Linked DNA regions of Callithrix jacchus: region 1 is linked to region 2. The links are chromatin contacts, called in public Hi-C maps. All regions are on one chromosome and are shown on one strand. Each heading gives the region's core, a stretch centred on a gene start, on an enhancer-like site or on the middle of the called end of the contact. The rest is flanking DNA. Distances are from core to core; before and after follow the strand shown.

Region 1 (5,032 bases), core at 1,813-4,312, 190 kb after region 2:
ATTCAGGACATTTCTTCTTAGGAGACTATTTGCATCTGACTTGGAGGGGACTGGAGCAGGCCTCTTACTTTCCCCACATACCCCCTTCCCATAGGAAATGCCAGCTCAGCCTGGTGGAGTTCCTGGTTTCACTGCAGCTCCCTCTTCCCCAGGCAGGCTGCCCAGGCCAGGATGTGGATGAAAACTGTCAACAGACACTCTTCAAATATTTATCCACATTTTCTCTGGGGGGCTCCCCCTATCCCCAAGACTGAATACATTTAAGTTAATTCTAATGAATTAAAGAACCTTAGTCCATCAGCACCCTTTTCTGGCCATAAGTGTGTACAGTGATTAACACAGACAGAGAGAAAAGGGAGAAAGTGAGAGTACATGCGTGCGGTGTGCATATGAATGAAAAACAGGAGTAAGAATGATTTTTCCAGTCCTCTCCCTCACTAGGGTGTCAGGTTGTTACACCCAGGCAATCCTGGTGCACATCAGGACACACACACACTGTGGCTGCTACTTCTCACCCTGAGACCCATCAAGTCCATGCTCAGTGTGAACTAGCGCACACATGCCTAGAAGCGTCCTTCTAGGATGTGCACATGTGCACACCCAGGCACACAGGCACATGATGTCTGACAAACACAGACACGTCTTTAGGTCTTTGCATTATGAAAAAAAAAAAATGCTACCTGTTTTTCTTCCACATCCTGGGGATTTCAGGGTTGGAGGAGGAAGGAGGTGGTTAGACAACCAGATCTTCTCCTTCCCCATCCGGATCCCAGCTCTGGAGATGGGAGAAGGAACGGCGGTTCAGGGAAGGATGGTTGAGAGAGAATGAACACCTCCCCCACACCCTCTATTATCTAAATAATTCCCGGGAAATGGCCACTTTCTGTCAAATTCCCAAAGGAGATTCACTGGTGCAGGCAGCAAGAGCTCCTTCCAGGATCCCCTGCATTTGGGGAATCTCACCCTCTTCTCAGTTAGGAGCTGCCCAAACTCTTAGACATCCAGAACTCTGGCACTGGAGCAGCAGGAGGGAAGGGTCAGAAGAGGGCTGTGCCAGGGCTGCAGACCTCCCTAAGGTCCAGAACAGCGGGGGTCAGGACAGGGCGTCTGTACGCCTACCACAGCTTGCTTCAGCCTTGGCTGCAGCCCTGCCTTTTCTGAGCCTGCTCTTCGGGTGCCGCGATGAGCAGAAGGGACTCTGGGCTCCCAGCATCTGGGTCACTGGGGACTGTCATAAATACTTTCTCTTCTCAGCCTGGAAAGAGGAGGCCCAGAGGGCTGGATCCGCTGTAGGGCCTGCGCCTTATCATTTAGGGGGTGGGGTGGGGGGATATTTAGACATTTTATGGTCCAGCGAAAACCCTGCCACAGAGCTATTCTTCCGGGCCTTTGTGTCTTGGAATGCGACTGTCCCGAGTGCGCTGCCACCACCGCCTGCCCGGAAAGCCCACCAGTCCCGCAACCCAGGCCGGACTTGGTTTCCCCTTTGGGGGGTCGCTCGCCCTTCTTTCATTTGTTTGTTTGTTTTCTTTTACACATTATCTGGTTTATTTCGTTCCCTGAGCCTGGAAATAAAGGAACCGAAAGCAGCCATCCTCGCCGAGGCCGTCTCTGTCCCTCTCCCCGAGGCCTGCACCGCCCTCATAGGTACCACGGATTTATGTTCGTTTGTACGGGTCATTCTGCCTTTTTGTGTTAATTACGCGCTGCCTGCTTCGCACTTGTCTCCTCCACAAAGCGATTATTTTTGATGCCTGCCCTCCTGAGCCTTCCGAGACCGCTGCCAGAGCGAGGGCCCATCTCCCGCTGCCACTCGCGAATTATTTACACCTCGCAGGTGAGAGAATCGATTTGCTCAGAGCCAGTGGGGCCGGGCCGGCCGAGGCGTGGGGCCTTCTCGCAGCCGCTGCGGGCCGGGCCTCAAATGTCAGTGCGGCCAGGGCGGCCCGGGGAACCGCCACCTCTAACATTGAGCAACAGCGCCACCTCGCGTCCATTTGCTCTAATGCAGTCCTGCTGGGAAAAAGCTAACAGAGGTCCCAGGCCTGGCCCAAAGGTGGGAAGTGGGAGGAAGGAGCCTGCAAAGGGGTGCGCAGGAGAAAGATTCCCCGGAAGGGAGTTGCCCCAGGACTGCTGTTCTTTTGTTTTCTAAGTTCTTTGAAATAAAACCTTGTGAAAGGTTCCACACTGTTTTCTTTTTTGTTACCCTCCCTTCTCCAATTAAGAGACACTAAGCAAAGCAACTGCCAGGATCTCCTCCCCCGGTTCAGGCGCATTTCTGGGCTTGAAACATCTCCGCGAAAGCGGATGCAAGCTCCGAGGCTCCCACGACCGCCTGCCCGCGGCGCGCACCCTAAAGTCCTCGCTCCTCTTACCCTGATGCTGGCCCCGCACCGCCTATTCCGCCGCTGCCTGCAGGACTTTGGGGTGGGACTCTGACTTCTCCAGGCTGTTTGACCCCTGGTTTGTAGCCCATCCCTCTCTCGCGCGCGCTCTCCACCTCTCCCTCTCAGCCAGTGAGGTCCTGTTCTCCGTGGGCCATAGACAAAACATTCCTATAATCCGATTTCAAAGGAAAGAGTGTCCACCTTATTTAAACCATAAAACAATTAAGCCCAGACGTCTAGCCAGCTCCGCGCTGCTGTTTTGTTCGGCCCCATTCAGAACCCAGAACAGGGAGACAAACAGCGCCATAAAAGTGGCATTTCGGGGCTGCGGAAATGTACCTATCCGCTGCCTTCCCAAGTGGAACAACCTTTAGGGTTTTGTGATTCTGACAAAGGAACAGAGGAGAGGTGGGAGGGGAAGATTAGGGTAGGAGGGCGTTTGCTAGCCTCTCTGTACCCCTAGCTTTCATTTCTTTCCCCAGATGGGTGTTGTGTTGTGTTAATTCGTAAATGATAGCGAATAAAAATTGGTTCCAATCCTGACCTGCAGGCTGGGCTGGGATTGAACAGTGGGCCGGGCCGGGTGGGCCTGCTCTGCATCCCATGCTCTCTTCAGGGTCCTCCAAGCCCGCGGCACTCCTTCCTGCCCGCAGTGAGGCCGGCTCAGGCCGGCTGCAGGAAGCAGGCCGCGCTGATGGACGCTGAGGGGAGGCGACAGGGCCTGGGAGCAGGGGCGGGGTGGAAGCCCGGAAACGCCGCTCTGGGGCTGGGAAAGAAGCCCGCATCCCGGCGCTCCCGACCAGGGGAGAGAGGGGTATCTTGGCCTCCACTGGGTGGGAAACAGGAGTCAGGGTTCCAGAACAGCAAAATAGCCAAAGAGAGGCGTGAGGAAGGAGATAAAACTAGAAGCAAAGCACCTTTCAAACGGATCAAAAAAACAATGCTTCTGGAAATGGGGAAGAGGTCTCCAAAGCTCGAAAGAGGAGCTGGTGCTTCAGCGACTGTGAATTCCCTTCTTTCGACTTGACTGCCCCCCAATATTATCGAGACAAAAATTTCACCCCTTCCTACCTTCCTCCATCCCCCTTAATTGGAGTGTTTAACAGGAGTAGAGGGTAGGAGATTCAAATGATTGGGAAGGGGCTGGTCCCTACAAGTGTCTCACCATCCTGTAAGGTGATGCTATGGGGGATCAGCTGGGGGTCCCCAATTATGTTCTTTCACAAGGTATCCCCCAAGTATTTAGAGCAACACCCTGCACCCTTGGCAGAATGGGCAGCTTGAGATATTAAAGAACTATATTTCAAGCAGTCTGATTTTAATAGTTTCCAGATTGGGGGATTTCCGAGAAAGGGGGCGCCGGGCCGAGGCATACCCAGCAGCTTGTGTCTGCTTCTGATTAGCAGAGGAAAACTGCTGGTTCTAGAAAGGCGCTCTGGGGTGCAGTGCAGCCGATCAGCCCCACCGGGCTGTTACACACACATCCCCACACCTTTGTGCTTCAGGTCCCAAAGCCACCAGGGAGCACCCCACTCCTAGCTAATCTCTGGCCAGTTTTCTTGGGCCTTGGGCTCACCATCCCCCAGAAATGCTGTAACTGCACAGCGTGACCCAGTCACCCCCAGACAAACATTCAAACTAAATACCAGAGTAGGGAAGATAGATTGGGAAGAAACGAACTAGGAAAAGGAGAGAGAGGAGCTGAGACTGCGTGGAGAAGGAGAAACTACATCTAATTCGGATTGTATTGGTTTTGCCATCTTCTCTTTCCTCCCTTCCTTCCTTCTTTCCTTTCCTACTATTCTTTCCTGTCTCCTTCCATGTCCCTTCTCTTCTCGCTCACTGTTTTTCTTCTTCTCCCACTGCAGCCCCCAGTCCCTGTCCTGCTCCCTGAGGCCTGCCTGGCCTTCCTCCTAGTCCCACACCCCCTCCCAGCCTTCATTCCCAGCCATCCCTGGAAGCACCAAAGCACCAATGCAGCCAGGCAAGAAGCCAGCCTGGGCCCTCACCCAGCACCCAACTTTCATCTTCACCTATCTCTTCCCTCCGATCTCATGTACTCATAAATTATTACAATTAATTACAGCCAGGGAAAGCCATTCATGCCGTGCCTCTCCCCCGCACTCCATCTAGCCATCAGGAAACTTGTAGGCAGCCAGCCGGGGCAAGCACTAGCTGGGCCTGGGCCTCAGCAGCCTCCACCCCGCCCCCAGAACCCCCCCCCACCCCTCCCTGACTGGAGACAAGTAGCAGGCATTTGCCCTTCCAAGGTAGAGGGAGCCCATTCTCTGGCTCCAGCCTCCAATAGATGACCTGAGCACTTGCCTCCTCCACAGCAGCAGACTGGGAACCACACGGAAGAGAAATAACGAGAACTGGATACAGTTGGGTTTCTGGTTTTTTAAGTGACTTCGATATATTAACACAGGGCTGTTCTACCATAACAAACAGAAGCACTTTACAGGATCGACGCTGGGGACGAACGCTGAGGGTGAGAGGAAACACTGCTATGTACAGCCCAAGGCGCCGGCCTGCACGCCCGACCCAGCCCGCGGCATGGTCCCCAGCCCTGCCCCTCAGCTCCTGGACTGGGAATCATTACTATGTATGTGTGTGTGTCTTTTTTTTTTTTTTTTTTTTTTTTT
Region 2 (5,075 bases), core at 1,742-4,241:
AGTGTAGTGGAAGTGGGGAAGGTGGCTACATTGAAAGTTAAACCCCAGAAACCCTTTTGGGGCTCCCCAGGCCAGAGGCAGTGAGTGGGAGCTGAGCAGCGTGACATTTGGTATCTAGGAAAGGGGAAACATGGACCTTTGTTTTCTGCAGTGGGAAGCTCTGCAGCTAGACAGCCCTTCCCTGTGACAAGCGAGGAGGCAAGGCGAAGGCAGAAAGATCCGCCTAGAAGCCCAAGTGAGCTGAAAGTCAGAGCTAGGACATGAAGAGGCCGATAGATGGCGCTCATGGCCCAACACAGCTCCAGTATCCCAAGGAAACCAAAGGAAAGCAAGTGAGCAGGTTAACCCCTTCCCACCTGGGCTCAGGGCAGAGGAGCTGGCTGGTGGGTAGGCTGGGCCCCCCGCCCCAGGCCAGGTGACTCAACTCTCTAGGCTCTTACCCAGGCCATAACCTGGGTCAACTTCTGTTCCTGTCCCACAAGGCTCTACCCGTAAATCACGGTCAGCAGCCTCTTGATGACTTCCCAGAAGACAAGAAGACTAAGAAGTGGATGAGACTGGGTGGGAGGGCTGCACCCAAGCCCGTGTTCCATCTCTTGGGCTCCATCTCTTGAAAGCCTCAGGGTCTCTGTTTCTAAGCACCCCTGCATCCGGAGAGCTCCTCACCTCCATCTTTCCTGGGAGTGACTCTCTGGGTGGGGAGGAATAGCACGGACTACAGACAGAGAAGGCCCTAGGCCCCTCTGGCATCAGCTGTAGGGACTCACTGTGGCTGCCTAAGCCTCCATTTCTCCTTATATCTGGACTTCCTATCTCTGGGTTCCCTGGGATGGATGGGCTTATAGGCACAGAAACAGTTATTTAATTCTTCTAGGAAGATGAAATTGGGGGTGGGGAGGTGGAGGTCCTGGGGGAATCTCTGCTTGCCTGTTACTCATTTCACTCATTACTGTTCTGCCAGAAAGCGACTTTGAATGTGGAGGGGATGCCAAGATGGCAAACTAGAACTAGAAGTGCTGGGCAGGCAAGTGACAGAGGGGTCTGGGGTGGGCAGGAGGGTTGCCCAAGGGATGGTGGAGATCCTAGAATTTTTTAAGCACTGAGATGACACCACAAAGAGTTCACCCACCTTATTTTTGATCAGAAACACAGAAATGCATAATACACAGAGATGGGGGAACTTGTTCTAGAAGCTCAGATCCTCTTATTCCAGTCATTCTAGGGCAAGAAGCAGAAACAGGGAGATGTACACAGAGGGAGACAGAGACACACAGATACAGAGAGAAAGCTACACAAGAGACTAGAGATAGAGATAAGTTTACATACGCAGAGAGGGGCAAATTACACAGGCAGAGAGAGAGACACAGAGAGGGAGAGGGTCTGGTAAAAATTAAAGCTCAGGAAATTATGGGCTTCATGAGGTAGATGATTAATTCCGTTTCCAAAATCTTGCAAGGGTCAGGGTAGTTTCTCACTACGGATGTCAGAAGGTCACTGCTCACAGCTCCCTGAAGCTCCTACTGCATCCATTACGTTTTTGTTGATAGGAGATCAGAGAAGTCTTGGGAAGGGGCTCGCATCCTTGTTCTCTCACTTCTTCCTGTTCTGGGGTTTACAGGCCTCCTTCTCTACCACTCACAGGGAGACCTTGCCTCTGTGATTAGAGCCTTGGCTGTGCTCAGGTGGGGTGGGAGGAATATAGAAGATAACTAGCCTTAGGGGCTTCCCAGTCTAATGAAAGTTTTAGAGTCAGAACACAGAACCAGATCCAGATAGACAAGAACAAAACTAGGAATAGGACAGCTTTGGACATAGATATTGGGATCCAGGAGTTGGGGGAAATGGACTGTTAGGTGCAACCATGGGATTAGGATTGATCGGGGAAGGGTTCCTGGACAAACTATTTGAGGAAGAAGATTTGGAAGGATGAGTGCTGGCTAACTTCATGTGTCTACTTGAGTGGGCTAAGGGACACGCAGATAGCTGGTAAAACATTATTTCTGAATATGTCTGTGAGAGTGTTTCCGGAAGAGATTCACATTTGAATTGGTAGACTGAGTTAAGAAGGTCGCCCTCATTAATGTGGGTGGGCACCATCCAACCCCTTGGGGGTCCAGTAGAACAAAAGGGTGAAGGAAGGCAAATTCTCTTTCTTCGTGAGCTGAGACATACCTGCCTTTGGACATTATTGGAGTTCCTGGTTCTTGGTCCTTCAGGCTCTGGGATTTAGCAGTGAGCTCCCTCCCCTGCTTTGGACTTGCCTGAATTATACCACTTGTCTTCCTGGTTCTCCAGTTTATAGACTTCAGAGGAGGAGACTGTGAGACTTCTGGGCCTCCACAATCCTGTGAGTCAATTCTTGCAATAAATCTCCTCATGTTGATAGATAGATATCCTGTTGTTTCTTTGGAAAACTCTAATACTGACGTTATAGGGCTGGGCAGATAGCAAGGCAGAGGAAGAAGTCAAAATGGTGACGCTCTTGAGATGGGCTTGGACAGTAATGGGGGATGCTCCTTGCTAAAGAGTTGTTAGGAGCTAGCAGAAATGCCTTCATGGATGTTCTATATACAGTAATGGCGGGCTGCAAAGGAGAGGTCTCATAACCAGGGCAGCAGAGGACCTCCAAATGATCTTTAGCTATTATTAACACACTCAGGTGGGTGAGGGGTTGGGGATGGTTGAAACTTCCTGATTTGCAATCTCTTTGGGAAAAATGTGAATGAACTTTTGGAAGGTTCTAATCCCCTTAGGAATAGAACCCAGGATTTTCCAGGTCCTTATAGACTCTGGCCTCTCGCTTCTCAGCACTTCTTAACGCTGACGTAAAGAATAAACTACAATTCCCAGCGATATTTAGAGCTGATTTAGGGCGTTTTCCGGGATTTGAGCATTTCCGGCGGAAGTGGCTGCGGGTACTCCAATCCCTTCCCTAAACAATGTAGACTACGACTCCCACTGTCCTTAGCGCCGGGGTTGGGTTGGGGGAAAGGAACCGGAAACAGGATGGGGAGCTGGACCAGGTGAGGAAGTAGGAGGCTGGGAATCTGGGTTTGTAGAGGCAGGTTCAGGGCTCCCAGGGTCATCGAGACTGAGCCGAGAGAGTAGTCAGAATGTCTGGGTTTTGGGGTCTTTCTCGTCGTGTGGGGTTAGACTCAGTGCAGGGAGAGCCCAGCTTATGGAACTGCCTGGGAGGTCTGCAGGATCGAGGCTTTCCAGTTGGCTGGAGACAGCGGAGGGCGCCGGCGGAGGTTTTGTATGGTGTCTTAGTAGTCGTTGGTCCCTTCGGAACCAGATGAAATGGTCTTTTTGAGTTTATGCTTATTTATTTATTTATTTATTTTTGAGATGGAATCTGTTCTGTCGCCCAGGCTGGAGTGCAATAGTGCGATCTCGGTTCCCGGGTTTCCCCGCCTCCCGGGTTCAAGCGATTCTCCTGCCTCAGCCTACTGAGTAGCTGGGATTACAGGTGCGCGCCTCCACGCCCGGAAAATTTTTGTATTTTTAGTAGAGACTGGGTTTCACCAAGTTGGCCAGGCTGGTTTTGAGTTCCTGACCTCAAGTGATCCGCCTGCCTCGGCCTCCCAAAGTGCTGGGATTACAGGCGTGAGCCACCGCGCCTGGCCTATGCCTTATTATAATTATTATGTTATTTAGTTTAAGGATATTTCTTATTGTCCCTTGGACTCCCAAAGTGCCTCCAGGGGACAGGGAAGTGCATCGTGTGTCTTCAGATCATTCCTGACTTCCTGGATTTGATGTCAGAGAAGTCTGACATCAGCCTGAAGTCTGGCCTTGGTGGCCAGGGTTATCGATGAGTCAAACTACACTGCCTTTGCGCTTAATGTCATATGATACCATATTTTGTAAAATAATCTTTTTATTTATTTATTATTTTGAGATGGAGTCTTTCTTGCTCCGTCGCCAGGCTGGAGTGCAGTGGCGCGATGCTGGCTCACTGCGACTTCTGTTTTCTGGTTTCAAGCAATTCTGCCTCAGCCTCCCGAATACCTGGGACTACAGGCATGCACCACCACTCCCAGTGAATTTTTTGTATTTTTGGTAGAAACGGAATTTCATCATGTTGGCCAGGATGGTCTTGCTCTCTTGACCTCGTGATCCGCCTGTCTCAGCCTCCCAAAGTGCTGGGATTACAGGCGTGAGCCACCACGCCCGGCAATATCTACATTTCTTAAGCCTCTGGCTCTTGGGGCTACTTTGGGTAGAACTGACATGTTCCTCCTTTGGGTTCTCCTAGTGTTGTATTAAAGCTCACATCACACTGTATTATAGTTAGTTTGTCTGCCCTTTCACAGCAGTTTATGAGCTTACAAAAAGCCTGGTCTACATTTTACTCATTTTGGATTTCTTCCTCACCAAGAGACTGCTGCAGTGCTTGTCATGTAAGACACTCATAAGTATTGAAAAAAATAAATGAGTTAACAGCTGGTGGTAGGTTAGATGGAATATGTGATTTACATAGAGGAGAGAGTTAAATGAGTTGCCCAAGAGAATCTTCTTAGAGATGAAACAAGAGTGGAGTTCAAGTCAATTGACTTCTAGCCTGTGGCTGTTGCTATGAGATCAGGCTTTGAAATTATGGGACAATGAAAATAAGGTTTTGTCACTCTTTTGTGTATTCCCTGGCCTTGCAGTCTCCAACACAGGTCTGGAAATGCCAAAGGTAGGCTCAAGACTTCTCTTGAGATTCTAGAGTTGGAACAGCCAATCTGCCAATGTTGGTGCTGCATGGGAGATGCAAAGCAAGGTCCTCTGAAACACTGTTGTTCTCCACAGCTCCTTTCTCAGCTTTTGTGTGAGCCCAGTTTGTCCTGGGTAGCCACCTGGACAGATCAGTTAACACTACTGAGATCAGTTAGGGAAGGACTTCCTAAGTTTGGCCTCTGATTTTTTTTCTCTCCCACTTCCCCAAGGCTAGGGTGAGAAAAATAGGTTGATCAAGCTGTTGTGTCAACCTTGAGCTCTCTTCTGGAGGAAGAGGTCACTCCTGACCCAGGCAGAAAGTTGAGAGGAAGGAATGACAATGGTACTAGTCACATGGGAGACCCAGATGT

The links. A called contact is a pair of places that touch in the nucleus more often than the background predicts.
Region 1: a contact with region 2 is called in a Hi-C map of skeletal muscle, with 4 times the contacts expected there. The contact joins the promoter of HOXC8 here to the promoter of SMUG1 in region 2. A contact is called at or near these places in 2 of 3 Hi-C or Micro-C datasets (induced pluripotent stem cells and skeletal muscle).

The regions. Positions count from the first base shown.
Region 1 is chr9:65,549,538-65,554,569 of calJac240_pri, forward strand. It overlaps HOXC8 (homeobox C8), which reads right to left and starts at 3,063. Exons shown (of 2, transcript XM_078336507.1): 1 at 1-3,063. All of the region lies in intron 1 of HOXC4 (homeobox C4), which reads right to left. It overlaps HOXC9 (homeobox C9), which reads right to left. Exons shown (of 2, transcript XM_003733758.6): 2 at 4,773-5,032.
Region 2 is chr9:65,362,745-65,367,819 of calJac240_pri, forward strand. SMUG1 (single-strand-selective monofunctional uracil-DNA glycosylase 1) reads left to right here and starts at 2,992. Exons shown (of 3, transcript XM_054238471.2): 1 at 2,992-3,251.